2 separate regions of the Gossypium hirsutum genome follow, and region 2 is linked to region 1. The links are chromatin contacts, called in public Hi-C maps. All regions are on one chromosome and are shown on one strand. Each heading gives the region's core, a stretch centred on a gene start, on an enhancer-like site or on the middle of the called end of the contact. The rest is flanking DNA. Distances are from core to core; before and after follow the strand shown.

Region 1 (6,149 bases), core at 2,142-4,641:
TATAATAACAGTTTAAAACATCAAATTATGTTTGAGCAAGAATCGACATATCAAGGTCTAAGTCCTTAAATCCTAAGAGCAAATAAGTTACGAAAATACTCAAGACATCAAGACAAAATTAGCTAAAACATCATGGCAATATCATGCAACATTTCTACCACATTGCCTTATTCCTACAATTCAAAATAATAATTATAAAACACCTACAAAATAAAGCTAACGTCTTACTTAGATCACTCTCTTAGAACCACATTGCTCACACCGGAACACAACTAATCTACAATGGTTTAAAAAAGAGTGGGTGAGCTTGACAAGCTCAGTGAATGTCGGGGTAACCACAATGTATACACAATATCAAAGGTTAAACAAGAGCACACTACAACAAATTCAAAACCATATTCTAATCGAGTCAAAATTACGTGTTCATGCTTCATTAATTCATTTTACAATAATTCATCAAGACTAAACAACGTATACATGCTTCAATAACCCACAAATTTAGCTTATATATTCACATGCATTCATAAGTTAAGTGAGAACGACTCAAACCACAATTACATACGCAATTTACTATGAGAACATACTAACATTTTTATGAAACTTAAATAAACTCATTTAGCATATTATGTTTGTGCATCCATCTCACATCATATTATCACAACAAATAAGATCAAATTTAAATGATAATTTGGCACTTGAGGCTATGAAACATAAAAGTAGGCTTTATCACCACACATCGAATACATAGATCTCCAATACTCCAAATGACTTGTAAAGTCAAACATATCCCAAAAAGTGTAGCGTAAAGCTAACACTCTCCAACACACCGAACATGTCCCGTTGAATGGGAGCTTAGCTCACATTCCCTTATCTCTCCAACATGTCTTAGGGCCTTAATGCCCAAATCACATAAAACATATAGGTGGGTACTCACAATCCTATGACATGCCAACTATATCTAACGGTCTCAAAGTTCATAAGGCCAAAATATCTGTTATTAAACACACATATTTCTTACCAATTTTTCGCTCACTATCACTGTATATTTGCATCATTAGCACAATATCATCACTATCATATAACATGTAAAACATGTCTACATTTACACTTGCATAACCATCATCATGAACACATAACACATATCAAAGCATCAGATCTCAATTCCCAATTAACACATTGAATCGTGTCTACAAATAGTGATTCCAAACACTCACTGATCACATTTTTGCCTAATTACCGAAAGCTTAAACTAGCTTTTCCTTGCCTTTCGCCTTACTTGTAGAAGGCTCCAACGGTTCCAATGCTTCACACATACCAACCACACAACATATACCATCAATTAGCAACCAAAGACTCACTTTACCAACCAAAAACGCAAGCCTAAGCTATATTCTCTTGTAATCGAAACCTTCGACAAAGCAAACTTGAATTTCAGTTATCTCGGCCTATACTTAATATTTTTGACTAAAACTAATTCTATTCATCTATTTATTCACCTACGACTGATTCTCAACATTTAAACTACTCAAAACTACCCAATTCATAGTATCGAAATTTTCGACATGTTTATGGCAATTTTAACAAAAATTCATTAAAACGTTGGAAATATTCAATGAAACTTTAAAGTAAGTTTAGGAACATTCTAATCATGTCAAAACTAATTCAAAAACACTTTGAAACTATATTTTTACCCAAAATCTTGAAATCCACCATTAACAACCCAATTTTCGGCTTTTATTTAAATCATGCGATTTAACGACTAAAAACTCAATTTAAAGGATCAAATAACATAAAAAACTAATCAAGAATCAAATCGTTACCTTAGTTGACAAAAACTAAATGTTTGATCAAAACCCTAAAAACCCAAAAATTCAACAATGGAGAAATCTATGATGTTCTTGGATGTTTTTCTTGAAATATTATAGAGATTTATGGCTTGTGGAATGATAAAAATCTAAAGAAATAAGTTTGGGAATCAAAATTGAATGAGAGGAGATTTAGAATGCAAAGAAGGGCAAACCAAAACATCTTTTTTCTTTTGTTCACGAATGCCTTCTTTGAAGCTTGTGAGCTCTCTTGATGTTACAAAACAATTATTTTTACACTTATTTACATATTCCTTTGAATACCAAAATCAACTTCTTTGGCGTAATCATTGTAGTACTTTATGCCTTTTGCTCAGAACCGAATTCCATCCCCTAGTCTCATTGTTCATCAACTGGAATTGCTTGTATATTCATAAACCTACCAGTAAAAAATAACACTATATTTTAAAAATGAGAAATATCATTATTCTATGTTAGATATTTAAATAGGTAAAAATGCATACAAAATTTGATACAATTGCTTTCATAGAAAAATATTGCAGGAGAATATTTTGGCGTTGAATTGTTGAGAGTGACATAGAGAACTGAGATTGTGGAGAAGGATGTTATGGTGCTTTTAATATGTTAATAATTTACGATTAAGTAAGAGATTTAATTGGATTGGAGGTGGCAACAATAAACAATCATACGAAACACAATAACAAATAATTTTCTTTTTTTATTGAAATTAAAATATGGGTAAACTACCAAAATAGTCACTTTTGTTTGCCTTAGGTTACATTTTAGTCACTTATGTTTGAAATATTACGTTTTAATCACTTACGTTATCGTGTTGTAACATTTTAATCACTGAGTCGTTAACTGCCAACAATGGTGTAACGGTAAGTTGATGTGGCATGTTAAATAATCATTTCAAACAAAAATTTTAAGTTAAATTCTACAATTGGTCCCTATATTTTTTCATTTTAAACAATTTTAAAATTTTCTTTTAAGTTCTTTTAACTTTTTTTTCCATTCTCTTCTGCTTCTCCCTCTATTTTCCTCCCTTCTTCATTTCTTTTAACATAGTTTTTCTATGTTTTCCATTTGTAACTAGTCCAAAAGCTCACCTCACTCGAAAAAATTAAATTGTTCAAAAAAATAAAACATAGCAAAACTACGTTGAAAGAAATGGAGAAAGGAGGAAAACAAAGGGAGAAGCATAAGAGAATGGAAAAGAAAGAAAGTTAAAAAAACATAAAAGAAAAAAATTAAATTGCTCCAAACGAAAAAATATGGGGACCGATTGTATAAATTAACCTAAAATTTTTGTTTGAAATGATGATTTAATGTGCCACAGTTAACAGAAATTAACGGCTCAGTGACTAAAATGTTACATCATGATAACATAAGTGACTAAAACGTAACATTTCAAACATAAGTGACTAAAATATAACCTGAACCAAATAAAAGTGACTATTTTAATAGTTTACCTTTAAAATATCCACCATAACACTTACTGTTTCTCTCGTCACCAATATTCTTCCAAAAAAAGTCCCAATCTGCTACTCATTGGGCCTCTATCACTATAATTCTAAAAACAGTGGAGACCCAACACCTTTATCTCTCTTCTAAAATAATGAGACCCAACCGAAGCATTTGCTATTGCATGTTACCTATTCCCAATTCAAACTAAAATACCCAAAATTGTGCTATTTCATACATCAACCTTCGCCTCCAATCCTCATGCCACATCATCACCCATATACGAAGATATATTATATCACTTTTTTTTACAATTAAATTATTTTTGATTCAATAATACTACAACTTATAGTTCAAGATATATTAAATTATGGGTTTTTTTTTAATTTTTTACTTAAATTATATAATTAATTTGTGACATTAATTCAATCAAGAATTTAATATTTTCTTATTCCGATATATATATTTTAAGTGCAAAATATACATTTATCAAAATAATTTTATAATAACCCTCACCAACCAATCTTAAGCCTTGTTTTTCATTGCTCACAAAGTTTCAAAAGCAATTTTTAACCTCAAAAATAACCAACTGCAAATTACTTTTGGGATCAAAAAAAATATTAACTGTTTTTCTTTCCAAACACAAAATTTGGGTTTCATGCTTTTGTGTTTTTAAGTATATTTATTAAAATATCCTTATTTATATAGATTATGTAAAGGGTATTTAATAATTTACATCAATTTAAATAAAATTTATCATTATATTTATTTCTTAAATATTTTATGTACCATTTATTTTATAAATAATTTATATTAATTATTTAAAATATATATAAAATTCACATTATATATATAATTATATTAAATTATTTAAATATAATTTAAATAAATTTATTATTTTATTTTCTAACATCATGTCTAAAATAGACATTTTAACTTTCTATTGCAAATTTTAACAGCAAAGCAAAATACTTGAACTTAACAAACCATACTTTTCAACATCACTTCTCATTTTTTTTAATTGGGGGAAAGGAATGAAGTTGCTTGGGATCTAATCCGAGCTTTCATGCCTACAACATAACGTTCTTACCATTAGATCAAGAGGTTATTTTAAAAGAACTTTTCAACCATAAAAGCAGCCATTGGGTGATAACACTCTAGAATAACGTATTTTTATGTATTAATTATATATTTATTCTAAGTATGATCCTGCTAATTTGAGCTATTTATGATCTTTTATCTCATAGGGACTAAATTTGAGGCAAAAGCACAATTAAGGGCCAAAAGCGTGAATTTAGAGATAAAATGGGCCAATATGCGACACAATGAAATGTTGGTGCCAAAAGTGCAAGCATGGAGGACATAAGGGTTGAAATGCAAAAATAAGAGATTTTATTCTATCAGACTCTATTTTAATTATATTAGGATAATTAATATTAAGATAATTATTAAGGATTATTTAATTTTAGGATTTAATTTTATTTATCTTTATTTATCTTCAATTAAATGTATTTATCTTTTAGGAATTTAAGTAGGATTAGACTATCTCCCCTGGCACTATAAATAGGGGGTGAAGTGACTCAAAAGAGATACATCTTTTTCTGTAAACACTCTCTCCCCAAAAGTCTAGGCTTTTGTTCTTCTCACATTTCCTTTCAATAAAATCTCCATTTTTAGTTTATTTATTTTCTTTTCTACCACAACCATGAGCCACTAAACTCATCTAGTCGAAGGTTGTCGATATTCCCCAAAAAAGGTTTTTGAGGCTTAGAGTCTGTATTTAGCCTCCTCGCCGAGTATTCATCATTTTTCCGCACTACGGGGCTGACGCTTTCGTCCATGTCCCTTAAGAAGTAAGCTTTTCAACTTATGCAAAGGCGCCCGCTTTGTATGTTTTGGGAAGGTTGCACAGTCGGTTCGTTAGCTTACTGCGTCAGAGGTTGGCGAGCCCAAGAGACAAAATGGCGTGGGATTTGCATTGAGAAGCGTTGATATAGCATAAGACGATCCTACAGAAGCGATTGTTGGCTAGAGTCAAGTTCCACTAAATCGTAAGTCTAAATCCTTGGAGCTGGTGGTCGTAGGCGTCATCTTCCACTATAACTGGCTTATTCGGTTTGGGAAGGATCATCTAAAAGCCGAGGATTAACCCAAGGTGGAACGAAACAACTGGAGGCTAGAACCTCCAATAAGAATTTCTTTTCTCTCAACTCTATTTTTAATTTCTTAAATTTTCGATTCAATAATCTTAATTCTGTTTTTATTTTATTTTTCATTTTTAGACCCAAACGAACACAGGTTTTCTTGGGCAAGATTCTGCCTGAGATTTCACGGAATAAGATATTGTGTAAATCCAGTCCCTAAGGATTTGACCCTACTTCTCTTTTACTATTCTTTTTTATTATTCATTAGGGATAGGATATTTTTGGTGCTTTCAACGATCGCATCAAATTTTGGCACCATTGTCGGGGACTGGAAACGTACTAATCTTGTTTTTTGTTTCTTATGACTAGATCTACTCCAGGTACTCTTGTGTTCGATTCAGAAATTGAGAAGAATGCTAGAGCTAATCGCAAGGAGACAAAGTTACAGAAAAAGCAGTCAGTAGTGGTTGGAACTCAAAGTAACCCACCGCTAGAAATCGAAGTCGACGACGAAGTTGAGTCTAGGGTTAACGAAAACCCTACTCGAACAGTTGAAAGTGAAAAAGTAGAATTTGACTCACCAGAAGAAGTGCTTAACGCTAGGGTTAACGAAAACCCGAATCTAACACACCGACCAATGGCTCAAACGATTTGGCTACTAACCGAAGCTCCGACAGAACAACTGCCATTATGCATCGCGTATCCTACTGTGGAT
Region 2 (6,149 bases), core at 916-3,415, 47 kb after region 1:
TGCGCAAAGTTTGACAAATGAAAGTACAAAACACACTATATGTGACAAGTTTGACAAATGAAAGTACAGTGAGGAAGGACAAAGATATTATAAATTCCCCTATGATTTGATTTTTCTGCCTACTATTTTACGTGCTACATGTTGATGATATATATTATTTAGCCCCTTAATTTTATAAAAAAATATTTTAATTTTCTATCTTTTTAATATTTAAATTTATATTTTTTATCAAACTATCTTAAATAGATAAAAAAAATTAACGTTTTTTTAATTTTACTGACATGTGGATGACACATCAACGTTTAATTAATTTTTTTTTAAAATTTTAAAATATTATAAAAATTATTTTTAAAAATTTAGAATTATTAAAATTATTAAAAGGTATAAAAATTATAAGAAAATATATTTTTAATAATTTTATATTTTAAAAAATTAATTAAATGCTGACATGTCATTTATATGACAATTCACATGTATGTCACATCATCAAAGTTAATAGACGTTAACTTTTCTATCTAATTCAGGGTGATTTGACAAAAGAATATAAGTTTAATGATTAAAAGAGATGAAAAATTAAATTGAAGGCTAAAATATTTTTTTTTGTAAATTTGGAGAGCTAAAACATTCATTAAGCATATTATTTAATATAATTTGTTGGTACTTATTTAAAAATTATATTAGATAATTCTTTATTTTGATATTAATTTATGATAAAATTAGTAAAAATGTTATCATATTATATCAAAAACACCTGAATTATTATGGATATTATCAAAATTAATTATACCATACTTACCGAATTATATAAAAATTAAGGAAATCATATAAGGTTGCTAAGATCATATAATAATGAAATTATATAAGATTATTCTTAAAATATATTATTATTATTCGATTTAATAATTTTAAAATTATAAATAATTTAGGAATAATATAAAAATCTTATTGAAGGCCTTCAAAAATCTATCAAATGATGTTAATTACACAAAAATACTTACAAACCTGTTACGTACACATCATCATGCTTTGGAATAGAAATCTATATCTTTTCGCTCTATCCTTCCTTTATTTAACTCATTAAAAATTTCATTTTTGGTACATCAGTGATACAGTTTTAAACTTGATGAATCAAGTTAAAGATTTATTTTTTATTATTAGCATTTTTAGTGTGAAAATTTCATATTTAAAATATAAAAAGAAAAAAAATATTTTTATATTAATATAATTTTTTTCAAATATATAAAGGTATTTTTGTAAATTCCTTTAATGAGTTGGTGTCCAGCTGATTAATGACACCAATTCAGTCAAGAGTTTAAATAATTATATAAATATTTAAGTACAAATAACTTAGGTGAAACAATTTGTTTAATAAAATTGAAATGTATAACAATATTAAAAAAAAATTTAATTGAAGTGGTAAAAAAAGTTTTTATAGATAAGGTGGTAAGAATTCACATCTTTAACATTCATAACTTTTTTTATTAATTTTTTTAAAAGGTATATTTGGGCCTCCAACTTTACAAAAAAAAATCATTATAATCCTCCATTTAATTTTTCACTTTTTTAATCCTTAAACTTACGTTGTTTGTCAAATCACTCAAAATGGATGAAAAAGTTAACATTTATTAACTTTGCTGATGTGCCCACGTCGATTGTCATGTGGATGCCACGTCAACAATTAATTAATTTTTTAAAATTTAAAAAAATTAAAATATTGAAAAGTATAAACAATATAAAAAATATTTTTTATTCTTAAAAATTAATTAATTGCTTACGTGGTATACATGTTGCAATCTATATATATGTCACATCAATAAAATTAACAAACATGAATTTTTCTATCAATTTTGAGATTATTTGATAAATAATATTAATTTAAGGGTTAAAACATACGAAAATTTTAAATAAAAAGTTAAAATATATAGATTTTTTTTTGTAAAGTTGAAGGTTTTAAATAAAAGAAAAAGCTTGTATAATCTTACCAACCTAACCCGGGGAATCTAAAATTGTCATATCTCATAAAATTTTTAATAAATATATAAAATTAAAAGAAAAAACAATAAAATGTGTGATGAGAGTAGGGCCACAAAATTATTGTTCATGGTTTAGCGCTGCCCATAAGAGTTAAAGCATATGATAGCCCACATTTACAGTAAGCCCGGAAATGTTTTGCGACTACCAGGCCTGTTTTAAACTTTGAATAAGCTCATTTCAGATGCTCATTACTATACTACTCATGAACAGTAAAAAACTGTAATTTCGTTTTATATTTTTCACCGACTATGATTTGTAGCTGTAAACTACTTCATTCATAAATTTACTTGACTTTCAAGTTGATTGACATAAAGTTTAGGGTATGATGTTTGTGTTTATAAATTTTTCTAATGGGATTTTTGGTAGAATTAATTTATTTTTAAATTTATTTAAAATTTGTCATTTAATTTTGGAATAATTCTATTGAGTATATTTTGTTATCGTGTTGTGTTTTAATTATTTTGTTATGTTGTATGCATAATTTTATTATGCCAAAAAATGTTAAATTCTAATTGACAATATTCCATAACTCCTCAATTATCTCGTGTGCCATTGCCGTCAAAACTGTTTTCAAGGTAATACATATTATATAAATTTTAATAATTTGCTTTAATTTTGACACATATATTTATAGGTAAACTATAAAAATAATTTATTTCTTATTTTTATCTAAATTTATATTTTGGCCACTAATATTTTAATTATGACAATTTGGACACTAATATTATCAATTTATAACAAATTGGTCATTGTGCCATTATTCACCTTTAAAGGTGTGATGAAAATCACACGCGACATAAATTGTATCATTAGATGTTGATATGTCATTCATGTTAATGTCACATAATTAAATTGCACCACAGGTTTCAAAGTAACCCAAAATAATTTTTTTAAAAGGCACAATTAAAAATCGAAAACCTTAACCTTTGATTAATTTTTTAAGCACTTAAACAAGCGGCCATAAAAAAAATTATAATAAAATTCAAAACTAAATTTTATAAAACCAAACTTAAAATTAAAATTTTTAAACATATATCATGATCCACATAAATTTATATCAAAACATCCAAAAAAATTAAATATATATAGCAATAAACTAAAATTAATTGGACAAAAAAAATATAATTGTAACGATAAAACAAATCTGATTGAGTCTATTGACAAATTTAGAGCTATTCTCAGAGTATGATTCACAAATAATATACTCCATAGCAAAATTATATAATGTGGCACATATAATCCTGTATGAGCACTATAAAGAGAACAATGTCCCTATATAATATCTCAAAAATGTCAATGACCGACTTGCCTTTGGCATGGACAATATATATATATATATAGCCATAAGCTTTTATGATAAATTGATGCACTAACCTGAATCTAAGTCAACCCCCATGATCTTCGACTTAAATAACTAAAGCAAGAAGTCGCGGTGCATATCTCAAAAATCATTTGTTCATTTATAATAAGAACAAACACGAAAGAAATCAAACAAATGTTCATTCCAATTATATTGATTTAAATCCTTAAAAATTGAATCCATAAATAATCAAAATTTATATATTTTATCATGAATCTAAAAGATTTATCATATTTATAATGGAAATATTAAATCATAACATAAAACTCATAAAATCTAAGAACAAATCATGCATTCCAAAAGATAATATATATATTCTTAATAGCTCGATATGACGAGGCTTGGATGTTACTTGTTGGTATCGTGAAGTTTTGATCTAAAATTTAATAAATCAGGATCTATCATGTCACATCATCATAAATAAAAATTAGATGAAAAAACATACATGAATCCATTGATATTTTGAAATATTCAAGTCTTATGGTTTTAATCTTTCAAATTAACATATAAATATTTTAGAGAAGGCGACTCTCTATTTTCTCAAAATGAAATGTAAGAAAATTTACATATGTGCAATTTATGATCATATCTCTAATATATAACTTTTGTACTTTAACCTTAATTTCTAACCAATCCATAAACATTTCACTTTCCTAAATAAGCATAAACTCTAAACCTTTCAAATGATCTGTAACAACCCGTTTTCAGTGAAATTAGAATAGTGGTTTCGAGATCACAAATCCAAGACCGGAAGCCATTTAGTGGAGTTAGTAGATAAGGATGACTATTCATCATTGGTAAATTAAGAAAAGAAAAGGATTAAACTGGAAAGATGAAAAATAAAGATGATAAATGAATTAAAAATAAAAATATTATCATTTTATCATCTTTCCTAAATAAATAATAATAATGGAAACCCTAGTTTGAAGCTTGAAGATAGACAAGCTTATTTAGATTAATTAGGTATGTATTCATGTCCCATTTTAATGATTTTTATGTTTCTGAGATCGTAATAGCTTAATCTAGCTATCTCGAGGATTAATTTGTAAAACTATTGAAGTACTAGAGTTTTTTCATGGATGAGTATGTATGAATTATGAAGTTTTATGGTGGAAAATGAAAGGTTTTTGATAGATAAACAACTTTTGTAAAGTGAATTTTTACGAAATTGTGATTTAGGGACTAAATTGAAAAGATGAAAAATTCATGGAAAAATTTTGAATTTTATGAAATAAATGGACTGCTATTGTTATATATAAAAATTTTATAGGCTTGGAATAAGGATTAAATTGTATGAATTTCATTTTCCGAGTCTAGGGATTAAATCGTAATTAATCAAAAGTATAGGGGCAATAATAAATTTTCCAAAGATGTGTATTGGATTGAATTGAATGTGAATTGTATTAAATTGAGTTAAATTTGCTCATTGGTAAATTAAGATGATAAATGAATTAAAAATAAAAATATTATCATTTTATCATCTTTCCTAAATAAATAATAATAATGGAAACCCTAGTTTGAAGCTTGAAGATAGACAAGCTTATTTAGATTAATTAGGTATGTATTCATGTCCCATTTTAATGATTTTTATGTTTCTGAGATCGTAATAGCTTAATCTAGCTATCTCGAGGATTAATTTGTAAAACTATTGAAGTACTAGAGTTTTTTCATGGATGAGTATGTATGAATTATGAAGTTTTATGGTGGAAAATGAAAGGTTTTTGATAGATAAACAACTTTTGTAAAGTGAATTTTTACGAAATTGTGATTTAGGGACTAAATTGAAAAGATGAAAAATTCATGGAAAAATTTTGAATTTTATGAAATAAATGGACTGCTATTGTTATATATAAAAATTTTATAGGCTTGGAATAAGGATTAAATTGTATGAATTTCATTTTCCGAGTCTAGGGATTAAATCGTAATTAATCAAAAGTATAGGGGCAATAATAAATTTTCCAAAGATGTGTATTGGATTGAATTGAATGTGAATTGTATTAAATTGAGTTAAATTTGCTCATATAGATCTGGATAGACCAAATACGGAGTTAGATCGAGGAAAAGAGAAATTGTTGGATTAGTAGTTTTTGTGTACACGAACACTTGTCAAGGTAAGTTTGTGTAACTAAATTGAATATTTATATGCTTTAAATTGAATATTCTTATGTATGTGAAATGTGTAATTTCCATGTAAAGTACTGATCATATATCTGGGAAATGTCTGATAAGAACTAAGTCCCATTTGAACTTTGGAAATTCGATGGATACAAATGACAATCATGTCATTAAGGGTTCCCGATTGGTTGTGATCCTGCATGTGTTGCAGGCACACCACAGCTCTTATGAGCATCCCGTTATATGGATCTCACGAGCTTCCCAATTAATGGCTCTCTTAAGCTTCCCGTTTATGGCTTGTATGAGCTTCCCGATAAAAGACTCTCTCATAAGCTTCCCGATTAATGGCTCTCTGGAGCTACGCGATATTAGCTCACATGAGCTTCCCGTTACATGGCTCACATGAGCTTCCTGTTATATGGCTCGAAAGAGCTATTCGTTTATATGCTCACATGAGCATTCCTGAATATGAGTTGACGGATATGATATGATTTGATGGATTATAGATTTGTACACTTTGTGTGTACTACTTGTGCATCCATCGATAATTTGAATGATTCAACAGGCAAAGTTCTGACATGAGGTAATATTAATTTGAGACGAATTACTATGGAGATATATATTTGAAACACATGGATAT

Evidence for each region. Hi-C and Micro-C count contacts between places; a contact is called where the count stands out from the background.
Region 2: a contact with region 1 is called in a Hi-C map of leaf, with 2.1 times the contacts expected there. The contact joins two enhancer-like sites. A contact is called at or near these places in 3 of 34 Hi-C or Micro-C datasets (callus and leaf).

The regions. Positions count from the first base shown.
Region 1 is chrD11:27,661,425-27,667,573 of Gossypium_hirsutum_v2.1, forward strand. No RefSeq gene overlaps it. Among protein-coding and RNA genes, the nearest start is that of LOC107913272, 12 kb to the right of the region's middle. Within about 2 kb of position 3,392, at least 2 of the 9 cell types and tissues checked have an H3K27ac peak or open chromatin away from gene starts, as enhancers often do. A contact at or near this core is called in leaf, where this site is marked.
Region 2 is chrD11:27,709,511-27,715,659 of Gossypium_hirsutum_v2.1, forward strand. No RefSeq gene overlaps it. Among protein-coding and RNA genes, the nearest start is that of LOC107913272, 36 kb to the left of the region's middle. Within about 2 kb of position 2,166, at least 2 of the 9 cell types and tissues checked have an H3K27ac peak or open chromatin away from gene starts, as enhancers often do. A contact at or near this core is called in leaf, where this site is marked.